2 separate regions of the Sminthopsis crassicaudata genome follow, and region 1 is linked to region 2. Evidence: chromatin contacts called from public Hi-C data. All regions are on one chromosome and are shown on one strand. Each heading gives the region's core, a stretch centred on a gene start, on an enhancer-like site or on the middle of the called end of the contact. The rest is flanking DNA. Distances are from core to core; before and after follow the strand shown.

Evidence for each region. Hi-C and Micro-C count contacts between places; a contact is called where the count stands out from the background.
Region 1: a Hi-C map of hippocampus shows a contact between it and region 2, with 4 times the contacts expected there. The contact joins the promoter of SPMAP2 here to the promoter of MADCAM1 in region 2. A contact is called at or near these places in 2 of 2 Hi-C or Micro-C datasets (fibroblasts and hippocampus).

The regions. Positions count from the first base shown.
Region 1 is chr1:49,555,929-49,562,580 of ASM4859323v1, reverse strand. It overlaps SPMAP2 (sperm microtubule associated protein 2), which reads right to left and starts at 2,304. Exons shown (of 8, transcript XM_074302038.1): 1 at 2,037-2,304. The coding sequence starts at 2,167.
Region 2 is chr1:49,407,816-49,414,192 of ASM4859323v1, reverse strand. MADCAM1 (mucosal vascular addressin cell adhesion molecule 1) reads left to right here and starts at 2,059. Exons shown (of 5, transcript XM_074302022.1): 1 at 2,059-2,271; 2 at 3,462-3,740; 3 at 4,314-4,640; 4 at 4,980-5,432; 5 at 5,541-5,998. The coding sequence starts at 2,187. The coding sequence ends at 5,683.

The DNA.
Region 1 (6,652 bases), core at 1,055-3,554, 150 kb before region 2:
GAGGCTTCAAACTTGGGGAAATGGGACAGGAGATGCCCTCTACAGTAATAGGGGAGTTTGGAATAGAGGGGAGGAAAATATTGGGTTCTATTTTGGGTACTTTGAATTTAAGATGCTTACAGGGTATATACCATGGAAAATATACAGTGAAATGTTTAATCGGTAAGTTAGTTAGGATTGGAGTTTTTGAGAAAGATTGAGAGAAGTCAGATAGACAGCAGTGTCACAAAAGCTTTGAGTTAAAAAAAGAAAGTGGGGAACAGTGTCAGAGGCTGTAGATCAGGAAGGATGAAGACTAAGCAAAGACCATCAGATTTGCCACTTAAGAATCATTGATGACTTTGGAGAGAATAATTTCATGATTAAATTATCATTCAAAAAAGTCAAGAAGTTATTAACTCCTTTGCTTTTAGTGGAAAGAATTTTAGCAGATACCTTAATAATCACAATCAAGAAATATTTATTATGCACCTACTATGTGCCAGCTATGATACACTGCTGTAACATCCTTCTCTCTTTTACAGAATTCTATCCCTTCTGAGCAGACTGAGTATCTCTGTAGAACATAAATCCTTTCGATCTTGCCTATTTTGTCTCTGAACTCTTTGGAAAGTGTTCTTCTCAAATCTGGGTTGCATGGAAGCCTGCCCTTCTTTTTGCTCTTTCCTTATGATAAATTCACATTGCTCCAAAGATTCTGTCATTATCACCCTAGTAACCAGTTCCTACCAGTGAAGATCAGATCCAGAAATGAAGCTTCCCTTGACAAAATGAGCATTAAGTCAAATCAAGACATTTGTAGCTTCTCTGCATTTGGGTAAAGGGACAGCAATAGCAAATGTCCAGACAATAAAAGTCCCTCGTCATTACTCAGCTGTGCCCTTCCCAAATTTATGATTGCTTCTTTCTGCTCAAGGGATTGGTAGTATAATTCAGTGCCCCAAACCTTTGTGTCTCTCCATCCAATTCTCTTCCACTATGTTTCACCACTCTAAATTCCTGTATTTTCTCATGTTCTCAATATAAAATGCAAATCCCACCTTGCTTTTTATTAGTCTTGTTTCTTTGAATATGATATATCTATCTAAGTCTTAAAAGTCTATAAAAGGCCTTAAAAGTAGAGATTGCATTTTATTCTAGAGATTATAGGGAGTTACTGGAAATGACTGCATAGGTAAGTGACACAGTCAGATCTGCGCCTAATCATGTAGCTTGTGTGTAGAGAACGGACTGGAGCTAAGAGAGATTATCCAGAGTCGTCCACACTCATGGGTCTCATCCCACCAAGTCTCACTGATGCCTGTGAGATCAAATTTGCCTCCTTACATAAGGATATTTAATTAATTTTGCATCTTGTTTATCCACATATTTGTCTGCAGAGATTTGAAACTATGAGTGTTATTGCTGTCTTTTCCTGGATTTTGTTTCCTGTGGACCTTTGGGTGTCTTAAGAATGATTCTTCATTCTGCATTGTAGTTACTCTCCATGATATCTGTCTTGATGGGTAGACTTAAACTCCTTTCTAGTTTGAAACTAATCTGTAGCAAAACTAGAGTTCAAATCCAAATGATAGGATTAGAATCATAGCTTTAAAGCTGAGACAGGTTTTAGAAATTAGCTAGTTCAATTACTCCACTTTACAGAAACCTAGAAATATGAAATGGTTTGCACAAGGTCATATAGTAGGTAAGTGGCTGAGCCAGGATTTGAACCTATGACTTCTTGACTTAAGAATCTAATGTTATTTCCATTATACCAAGCTGCCTCCTACTATTCCACTAATCTGGATGAAAGGAAGGAAAGAGACAACACCTTAAATTTATGATCAGGGATAGGGCCATTTGGATCATCCAAATATTTGGATTTTAAGGCTGAATATTTTGTTGTCCTCTTTCTTCCTCCCCTCCCCGTTCTTTTCATTTTTATCCAGATATTTAAGACACTGGATGATGATGAAGTCTAGATCTCTTTTCTCCTCCCCTGTCCCAGGATGAGGTTGTTCATTCGTCTTCCTTTCACCTTTCCCCATCCATACCTTTCTGCGTCATTTATCATATCCTCCAAGGGAAGCCTGTCTTCCAAGGGATAGTCTTCCAGCTCAATATCCCCTACTAAAGACCCATGGCATGGGAGGCTGGACAAATTATCTTGATGGATACCTTCCATTTTCTCTCCCTGAAGTGCTTCTTTGCTTATTCTCTTCCTTAAAGAACCTTTTTTTTTATCACTCCTTCCTCTTTTTCTTCCTTCTTTCCCTACCCACCCCCCCCTTAGGCACTGGCCATAAGTTCTAAGGCCCCAGTGGAAGCATTTGGTCACCGTGGAAACAAGGAACACTCTCCTGGTTACCATGGAAACCCTGGTAGCTGCCTCATCTTCTATGGACAAGAGTAAAAGGTTGGGAGCCAGAATGGGCTAGAGTAGGCTCAAGAGGAATTTTAGGGTAAATCATTTAAAAATTGTTTAGGCTTCAAATACCTTACTCCCCAGTTCCTTGCCTTCCCCCCAACCAAGCTCATAGAATTTAGTTGGAAGGAACTTAAGAGATCATTGAGTCTGACCCATTTTCTTTTACAGAGAGGAAAACTGAGGTCCTTAAATTCAGTCTTCCTTCTGTTCTGAGCTCCAACTAACACTTTTTCAATCAGAAAGGTGGTCACCCACTCCAATTTAGCAGACAGCAGCCTGTAATAGTTTCTCCCTCGTATTGTAGCTCTTGATGGACTCCTGCTTGGACTATTGCAGTTAATTCCGAGTCACAATTGCTGCTTCCAGTAATGCTTTTCCTGAAACAGGATTTATTTTATACTTGGACTTTTCTCTAATGAATCGTATCAGTAATCACCCTTCTCCTTCCTCCTCCCATTTCTCTGGGGGTTTCCTCTTACTATCCCTGGAAGGGTAGGAAGGAGGACAGTTGCAAAATCACAGAATCTGAGTGGAAGGGAAGCTCAGATGCCAATTAGTCCAGCCCATATCAGAACCAATCTCCCCCACAACCACAGTTATGCTGGTAAATGTTTCACAGCTGGCTTTCTGCATTTCAGTTAAATCTGCGTCATTAATATTTTCTCCATCACTTTCTTAGCCCTAATCAATCAACAAAATCATCAATGCAGCCCTGATTTGTAGCATTTGCTGATTTCAGAAGCGTAAATACTCACGATAAAAATTTTGCAATTGGCTTTCAAGACCCCATTACATTTGGCTCCTCCCCATATTCTCAGCTTCATCATCCTTTCAACCTGGAAAGGGCAGGGCAGTGGCAAAATCTCCCCACAAGATGTCGCCCAGCACAATGACATGGAAAAAGGAGGATGAAGAAGAGGAGGAAGAGGAAAGGGATGAGGAGAAGAAAGGAAGGAAGAGGGAAGAAAAGAGGAAGAGGAAGGAAGGAAGAGGGGGAGGAAAAAACAGGACTTGGGGAAAAGATAGGAGAAACTGAGGAAAGATTTGGTTCCCAAAGCTTCTGAAACAATCCTTACCCACTGAGATCATAGACTCTGGGCAAATCTGGCCAAGCTTTTTTTCTTTACCTTCTCCTCTGGATCTAATTTCCTTATCTGTAAAATATCAAGGGGTGGGGAGACAGAGTGGACAAGGTGATTTTTGAAAATCACCTTTTTTTTTTTTTTTTTTTTAAACTACAGTATTCTAAGTTCCTATAATCCGTGGTGGAATGGAATGTGGGACAGCTTCCTTCCTAGAGCCAAAATTTGTCAATGAGCATCCCTTCCCTTCCCAGTCCTCCAACACCCCATCATATTGTGCCATTGTGGACAACGGGGTGCACTGAGAATCAGAGGAGGTGGATTCCAATCTTGACTCAGGCTCAATCATTTACTATTGGACAGCCACTTCCTGGAAAAAATCAACAGACATTAATTAAGTTCCTATAAAGTGCCTGGTATTCTGCTAAGTACTGGGAACACAAAGACAGAAGAAAAGATATAATGGGAGATACAATCTGCAAATGAGATGTGTACAGGATAAATTGGAGTTAATTAAATAGATAGTTCCAATCATTAGTAAATATATAATTCTGCGTTCCTGGCTCCAGGAAGGAAATTCTATCTAGCCTTTTTCCCTTCGAGTTTTGCCCTGTGTTTCCTGTCTCCGTCCTATTTTCCTCTTAAAGAAGAGCTCTCCTTTTATTCTGCTCCCTTCTTCCTCCCTTCTCTTTTCTCACTCTTGTCTCCAATCCTCCTCCTTTCTCTTTTCCTGTCCTTGTTTCTCATCTTCTTTCCTGTCCTTTTTCCTCTTTTTCCTTCTCATTTCCTCAATTCATTTTTCCACTTCATTTTTGTTCTCTTCTATCTCCTCTTTTACTTTTTTCCTCTCCCTTTGCCCCACCTCCTATCCCTACTTCTTCCTCCACTCTTATCGTCATCTCTCTCCTTTCCTTTTCTTCCCACTCCCTTCAATTCTATTTTCCCCCTTTCCTCCATTCCTCTCTTCTCTCTTTCTTTTTCTCCCTTCTTTTCTCCCTTATTCCGTTTTCCTTTTCCCATTTCTCTTTCCCTCTCCCATATCTCCATCCCTCCTTCCCCTTTCTCCTTATTTCTCCTCTCCCCTTTTCCTTTCTCCCTCCTTTCTTCTCTTTCTTTTTCCTTTTCTCCTCTCCTCTCAACTCTCTTCTCTTCTTTCCTTTCATTCTTTCTCCACCTCGTCTTCTTTTTCTCTCTTCTTTTCACTTCTCTTCTCTCTCCCATTATTACCCCATCACTTTTTTTTCTACTTCTATCCATCTCTTCTCCCCTTCTTTCTTCCTCTTCTTCCTGTCTTCTTTCTCTCTCCCACCATCACCTTTCCTTGGTTCTTCTTTTCTTCCCCAAGACTTCCCTCTGCCATTTGTCGACTATTAGAATACGTCAAAAAACCCATTTTTTCCCTTTCAATTCTTCCTGCAAAAAATCCCCAGAGACATCTTCCCATAATCCAGTGTTGGTCATTCCATGCTCTAATGCCTTGCATGACTTCCTTTATGGGATGCCTGCTATGTATACTGTACTAAAGACTTTTTACAACTATTATCTTATTTAATCCTCACAACAATTCTGGGAAGTAAGTGCTATTATTTTCATTTTACCATTGAGGAAATTGAGTCAAAATTAAATGATTTGCCCAAGACTACACAAATATTAAGTAAAATCTGAACTCGGGTTCCTGAGTCCAAGTCTAGCACTCCATCCACTGCTGGTCAGTATGTGGAAACAAAGGGTGCAATAAACAGGAAGACATCCACTTAGAGCCATTTGTTCAGTTTTTCTATATTAAGGTCTCTTCCTTCTATATGATGGGCCATCAGTAATTACTGGGAGCTAGAAGAGGTTCTAACATGCCTTCCCCACACCCACTTCTATCTCCTCCTGTTGAAATCCAAATGAGCATTCTAAGAAAAGCTTTTTCTTCCAAGAAGCCTTCTTGATTTACTCCTCTTCCACCCTCCCCAGAAATCTGCCTCTTTCTGTCTAGTCGCTGTGTCTCTGCCTCCCCTTTATGGTGCCCCCAACCTTTTGTTCGTCCTTCTCCTGGGGCATCCTGTCTAGAATTGTAGTTTTGTGTATCTGGGTCAAATCTTCCAGACTCCATGGATCATATATATGTCTACCTCCACGTCAGGATGAACCAGTGCAGACCAGGGCCCTGCACACAGTTGATGCTTCATAGGGGTTTACTGAATGGCCACTTAGGTCATCCAGCTGACTAACCTCCCCATGGAGTCTGTAGGCTGAGGACTTACCAACGGAGGGTGAAGATAGAGGTGGAATATTCTGCTTCAGTCTCGGAGTCCTAGAATTTCAGCGCTGGAAGGGACCTCGGGGACCATCTAATTCACTGCCCTAATTTTATAGATGAGGAAACTGAGACCTAGAGAGGGAAAAAATGTGCCCCAACCCTACAGAGCATATTGCAGAAAGTGCTGGGATCAGACACCCAGTCTGTACTCCAGCTCTGGGGCTCTGCTCCTTGCTTGCTTGCCTCTTGGAATCCCCTTAATCTGGGGGGGCAGTGTGCCTTTGGGAGAGGGAGCTGGATCTAGGAATGGGGCTAGTACCCCCTCCATTTGCCCCAACCCTTGGTCTTAGCCCCTCCTCTCTCAGGCTTGGAGGCAGAGAAACTTTGCTCAGCTGGTATCCATGGAGACAAGTCTGGCTTTTCCAAGTTCAAAGTCTCAAGGGAACCAGGGAGGCTGAGGAGGGGAGGAAGGAATAAAGAAAAGAGGCCATCTCAGTCTTGTTGCTTTGTCTGTCAGTGGCTTCGCTAGCTTCCTGCCCTTCGGAGGGCTGCAGAATCTGAGGGTTGGAAGGAATCTTAGAGAACATTTCACCTAACCAGCATCTGAGCAATAGTTCTATTTGTGACATCCACAAGTGGTCCTCTGCCCTCTGGTTGCAAACCCCCACTGAGGGAGAAATCCGATGGAGAGAGATGGTGGTACAGATGAAATAGCACCGGACTTGGCTAATATTCCTTCTCGCTGGTTTGTGCTGATGGGCATTTTAAACCCTCTGAGACTGTTTCCTCATCTCTAAAATGGAGGTATTAAGACTTGTATTACCTGGCTTATAGGATTGTGGTAAGAACTGAATGAGATAATATATGTAAAGTGCCTCATATATTATTTATTATTATCATCATTACCTCCAA
Region 2 (6,377 bases), core at 810-3,309:
GATCTCAGACCTGAAAGAGGCCTCAGAGTCAACAGATTAATTAAATGCCCACTAAGTCCGGCTCTCTTGCAGGTATTGTGCTGGTGACTCAGAGAAAATCTAAACAGTTCTTGCCTCCCAAGAAGTTTACATTCTTTATATACACTCTATATAGATATAAATATGTATAAATATAAATAGATAAATTTATAAATAATATATAGATATATACAAATAAATATATAGATATATGCAAATACAGATGTAGCTATCATTCTATAATAATAGCTAGCATTAAGGAGTGATTTAACGTTTACAAAGTGATTTGCAAATATAACATCTGACGCTCATGACAATCACTCTAGAAGGCAGGTGCCCCATGACCCCCATTTTACAGATGAGAAAACTGAGGCAGACAGAGGTAAAGCATCATTCCTGAAACACAGCACCCACAACCAAATGCAATCATTCTTTCAAAGTGGTTAGGTGGCACAGCAGATAGAGTGCTGTGTGACTTTTGAGCAAGATGTTTAACTTTAAGTTTGCCTTCATCTGTAAAATGGAGATCATAACAGCACACATCTCCAAGCTTGCTTGGAGGATCAGATGAGATAACATTTGTAAAAAGCCCTTAGCCCTGCGCCTAGCACATGGTAGGGACCCTATATATGCTTCCTTTCCCTTCCTTCTTCCTCTTTGTCATCTGACTAGGGCAGAGAACATCACTTCTTTTATTCTGCACACCCTGTTAATGTAGCCTTCCATGGTAGTAGTTTTAAGGGCTGCCATTTTTCCTGGACTTTGAAATGAGGGGGTTGAATTAAATGATTTCTAAAGCTCTTTCTGGTGCTTGAGCTCTAGGATTGTAGACGTCAGAATGGAGAGGGACCCTAGGTAGGACACAGCCTTCCTTTTACAGAAGGGGAAACTGAAGCCCAGAGCAGGAGAGAGCCTTGCCCCAAGTGACCCAGCAAGTCCTGCGGCTGCCTCCGGGGCCTGGGCAGTGACACTGTATCCCAGAAGCGTGTCCACCAGAGTGTGTGACCTCGTTGTCGCATGGGGGCTGGAGATGAGATAAGGCTCCTAAGGCTGGGGAAGGATGCCAAATAAGGACCAAGTGGGGAGGAGGGAGCAGAGCTTTATCTGAAGTCCCCTGAGCAGGAAGAAGCAATTTCTGGAGCCCGGCTTAGAAGGTAAAGGGGGAGGCTGGGCCTAAAACCATCTCCAGGCTCCTGGGAGACAGACGGGGAATTCCAGACACCAGCTGAAAAGCCTTGACGTGAGCAGATTATCGGTGACCCTCGGTCTTATCACCTTTTCCAAACTTGGCTTCTCTCATGGTCCCTGAAAACTTCCAGTAAGGGGAAGAGAAGCTGGGGTGTCTTCAGCAGGTCAAATTCCCAGAATCCTTCAGCCTGTGTGACTAACTTCTGGGAATCTGACCTGCTGGGGACCCCCAAAACTGCACCATCTCCCCCATCACAGGATCAGCAGCCTCAGAGAGGGCGACTTTAACACTTCATTTAACAGATGAGAAAAGGAGGACCTCTGGAAGGAAGTAGCTTGCTAGGGCGCACAGGTAGTGAGCATCCAAGCGGCACCACAGAAGCCAAGATTTCCCACTGTTCCTCCATGATGAAGGGCGGGGGAGGAAGGACCTTTGGGGAAGCCTCTGGGTGGCCGCTCTGGGAAGGAGTCCCCTACGACCCTCTTACCTGTAGCCCTGACCCTGTAGCAGCCCTGTGTGGGCACAGAGTGGATAGCTCTGGGGGGGCCTCCGGAAAGGCACCCCCACCCACCATGAGGGGGCTCTAGGACGTGTCTGAAGCCAGCTCTGGTTGGTCTCAGGAACCAGGTTTCCCTCCCTCGGGCTCCCAAAGGATGCTCGCCTCTGGAGAGGAATCAATCTATCTAACTCTTCCCCCAACACCCCATGCTTAGATGGGCTACTCCAGGGCAGGAGTTCTCATTAGTCCCCTCCTTAACTTGGCGCTGCTTCAGCTCCCCCTCCGCAACCCATCTGGACACTGGAGAGTCCCATCTTGGGCAGAGAGAAATCCCCTCTGGAAATCCTCCAGGGTCTAATGAAGGAGGAGGAGGCGGGGTCAGCCTGACTCTACTTAAGAGGGGTCTCCAGGAGGGGCTCGGAAAGAGAAAGGAAAAAGGAGCCCCAGCTGCTGTGAGGTGCCGGCCTCTGAGGGAGAGCGATGAATGAAGCAGCCCTCCCTGCCCCCCTCACCCCGCCAGCCCTTCTCCTCCTCCTCCTCCTTCTCCAAGGCCAGAGCAGCTGGGGTAAGTTCCTTGTCCCCTGACCCATCCAACAGGCCCTCCCAGGAAGACTGAGGGTCATGGTGTCTCCCAGGCTTCGTCTCTGACTGACCTTGTGGAGAAGGGCCGTGAGGAGGAGAGGAGCTGGGGAGGAGCCAGGTTCAAATCTCAGCTCTCTACTTACTGACCCGGAGCCAGTTACATACTCTCTCCCCTTCTGGGTTTCTTCATCTGGAAAAAGCAGGCATTGAACTAGAATGATCTCTGAGTCCCCCTCTAGTTCTTGAGCCTCTGGTCCTAAATCACACCCCCTCTCTGGGTCTCAGGTTCTCACCTGAAAAATGGGGACTTGGATATTCGATCGGTACCAAGTACAAACGTGGCCACCGTGGCTGACCCCGAGCAGAACGTGGGCTGCCCCTGGGAGGCCCTCCCCCCCCCCCCGTGTATATTCACATAAATACCCCACACACACAGACTCACACACTCACACTCACACACAGACACAGACACACTCACCCCTCTGGTCCACAGGCTCTTCTCACCACACCCGTTAGCTACATTACTTTTTCAGACTTTCCCAGGAAGAGCTCTTCTTCCCCGGAAGCCGCTGCCTTCTGGGTTCTCCCCCTCCAAAGGTAACCTCTCAGAAGCCAGGAACCGTCCCCTTGTATTGGGAGCTCCGGGTCACTCCTCTCCCATCCGTCCATCCCCTCGGTCTCCCCCACACTCAGACGAGGCTCCCGCTCCGCCCAGCCCCGTCTTCCCTCTTCAAGCGACCTTTTCAGCTCTGACATCCCACCTTCTAAGGCTCTTTGAATGTACCTTGTGTCTGGGGCGCCGGGGCACAGCCCAGGGTCTCTGATCTCACCAGTGACGGTGGGAGTGACAGGGATGGAGGAGCAGCTTCTGGGGGACCTCAAGAGCATTTAACCAGCCCAATCGCAGCATCGCCAGTGCTCCTCCACGGCTGCTCCTCCAAGCCCCTCGAGTGATGGCTGAAGAAACTGAGGCTTAATGAGAAGGGATTTCTGAAAGGTCCCATGGCTAGTGAGCGCCCACTGTGCCCCGATGTCCCTGAAAGGGGCATATGTGACGTGTGAGATGTGCGTACATGTGTGTGTACATGTGTGCTGTGTGTGAGAGGGCCCAGGGGCAGCTATGAGAATCTCAGCCTCCCGCCCCCAAGGCCCCCTCCTCCCTGCTCTCCCCAGGAGCGCCGAGGGAAGGCAAGAACTCCTTGCGGATCACGCCCGCGTGGCCGATGGTCCGGGCTGGAGGCTCCATCAAGCTGAACTGCTCTCTGACCTGCTCCAAGGAGGCGACCGTGCAGTGGAAGGGGCTGGACACCAGCCTGGGCCACGTCTCCTCGGTGCCGGGTCTCAGCGTTCTGACCATCCCCGAGGCCACGCTCTCCATGGCGGGATGGAAGGTGTGCATCAGCACCTGCCAGGACACCACCTACCAGGACACGGTGGAGCTGCTGGTGTACGGTAAGCCCGGCCTTGGCGAGAGAGACCGGTCCCAGTTAGCCGGCCGCCTCCTTTCTGAGCCTTAGTTTTCCCCTCTGTAAAATGGGAAGAGTGATGGGGCCTCGGACCTCAGGCTGTTGGGAAGACCAGGGAAGAAATGAGGAAATGCTGTTTTATTGCTAACGAGCCAGGCAGAGAGACAAGAGAGCCAGCCCAGATCCCAGCCACTGGGGGCGGGCAGAGCTGGGCTGGGCCCCTTCCTTGTTATGGGCCTCAGTTTCCAAATCTGTAAAATGAGGCGGTTAAGGCTGGTTGATTTATTTTGGCCCTTCCAGCTCTGGTGTTCCATGTTTTATGAGACAGGCAAAGGTTGAGGAAAAGAAGTCAAAGAGAAACAGAAAAATAGGGATTAAGGCGAGTGAGCTGGGCAGCTAGATAACCACAGAGCACAGAGAGCTCAAATCTGACCTCAGTACTTGGGACCCTGACAAGTCCCTTATCCCCAAGGGCCTATACACAGCCCCCCAAAATGAGTGGCGGGAGACAGAGACCCCCAGTCCCGGCCCTCATTAACCTCACGTCCGGCTCTTTCAGCCTTCCCCGACAAAGTGGAAGTGTTCCCGAGCACCCTGGCCCCTGGGCAAGGGGCCACCCTGGTCTGCTCGGCCCGAGAGGTCTCCCCTCACGACAAACTGAGCTTCACTTGGTATCGGGGCGATGAGAAGCTGGAGGGACTGCAGGTCCTGGATGAGGATCTGGGGCCTGAGCAGGAAGCGGAGACTGGGGAGGAGCTGGAAGTCTTCTGGGTCACAAAACGCTGGGCCCTGCCCGCAGAGCTGGTGACCCTCGGACCTGAGTTCCGCTGCCTCGTAGAGCTGAATCTGGGGCATCAGGCTTTCAACCACAGCCGGGCCATAGCTGGTGAGTGCCAGACCGGGCCCTCGGGCTGCAGCACCTCCTCCAAAGGGCCCACCCGGGTTGCTTTGTCTTGCTCCCTAAATGTCCACCCCTGACATTCCCCCCCGGTTCTGGACACTCCTGAGTTTCCACTTCTAACAATATTTGTCTGCCCTGATCTGAGACCCTTAGGGTGGAACAATGTCTCCTTCCTTCCTCTCTTCCTTCCCTCAAGGAGACCCATGTCCCATTTCTCTTGGTGGGGGGCTGGGGAGGAAGTAGCCACTCATCAGGCCTGGGGGAGGGATGCTGAGAGGAGCCTCCTAACCTAAAGCCTCCCCGACCCCTGTTTTCCTTCCCCAGTTGTTTCCAGGATGACATCCCCAGCACCCAGCACCCTTCTGCCGACAACCACCACCGTGGGGCCGGCTCTGCCCTCCTCAGTTGCCTCTACGGTAAAAGGTTATAGCTCTGGCCCCCCTGGCCCCACAGCTTCCTCCCTGACTCGGGGCCCTGGGTCTTCACTGCCCCTCACTTCAAACCCCAGCTCTGGGGTTCCTTGCCTCCCCAAAATATTCCTGTCCCCGATGCCTGGGGCCAGTGGGGGGGCCTTGGAGCTGACATGCCAGGCATGTGAACCTGGGACGTCTGTGCACTGGATTCGGGCCCCTGGAAGGCTGGCAGACTACCAGGGACAGGAGGCTGGGGCCCAGGCCACCCTAATCCTGCATCCAGGGCCCCTGAACTGGGGGATGTACCAATGCCAAGTGGATCCCGGGCGCCAAAAGACTAGTTGTTACCTAGACAAGGACCTCTGTGAGTCACTGAAGGGGGGACCTGGCAGGGCCCCGGGGGTTGGGAGGGGAAGTTGAGCCGGGAGAGGCTGGGGGCCTCTCCCTCACGGAACCCCCTCTCCTTCCGCAGTGCCCGAGATGGACAGCGGGAACAGCTCAGCGTCCCTCTGGACAGGCGGCTGCATGCTGGGCCTGATCCTTGTGGCCTTTGTGGCATACCGCCTGTGGAGGTGGCTCAGGGCCCAGGACGCCCCAAACGCCGCCCAGCCCTGAACACACGCGCTCTGCCTCTGCCTGGTCACACGTACGGCCTCCGTCATACCGGCTCCAAGGCTGGAGAGCGGGCCCCGGTCCCTGCATGGGCCGCTGTAAATGGGGCGAGCCCCCAGGGCCGGCCACTGGACAAAGGGGAAGGGCCAGAGGGCCCTGGAAGCTGGTGACTCCACGGACGGGGGGTTTCCTCACAGTTGGGCAAGGACAGGTTGGGGAGGCCTGCTCCCCACAACAGCCCCTCACCAGCTGGCTCTTCTCTTGGAGGGGATGGTCACCCCAAGAACCTGACTAATAAAGAGCTCATCTGTCTGTGGAGCCGCTGCTTCTGCTGAGTGACGGGTGGAGGGGAGGGCCTTTGGCGCACAGAATGCTGGAGCTGGAAGTAGAACACCTGAGAGATCACTCAGCTCCCCACTCAATACCTGGGGGCAGCCAGGTGGTGAAGGGAGAGAGCACCGGCCCTGGAGTCAGGAGGACCCGAGTTCAAATCCGGTCCCAGGAATAAAGAACCTGGGTTCCAATACCGTTTCTGGCAATCAGCCCTCAGTGGTGCAATCAATAACGGGATAGAGGCCTGAGCCTCAGACACCTCCCCGCTGTGTGGTCCTGACCGCGCTTCGCCTTGTCTGCCTCGGCCTCCTCACCTGTGAAGTAGGGATTACAGTAGCCTCAGACCTTTACCGTGAGGGTCAGA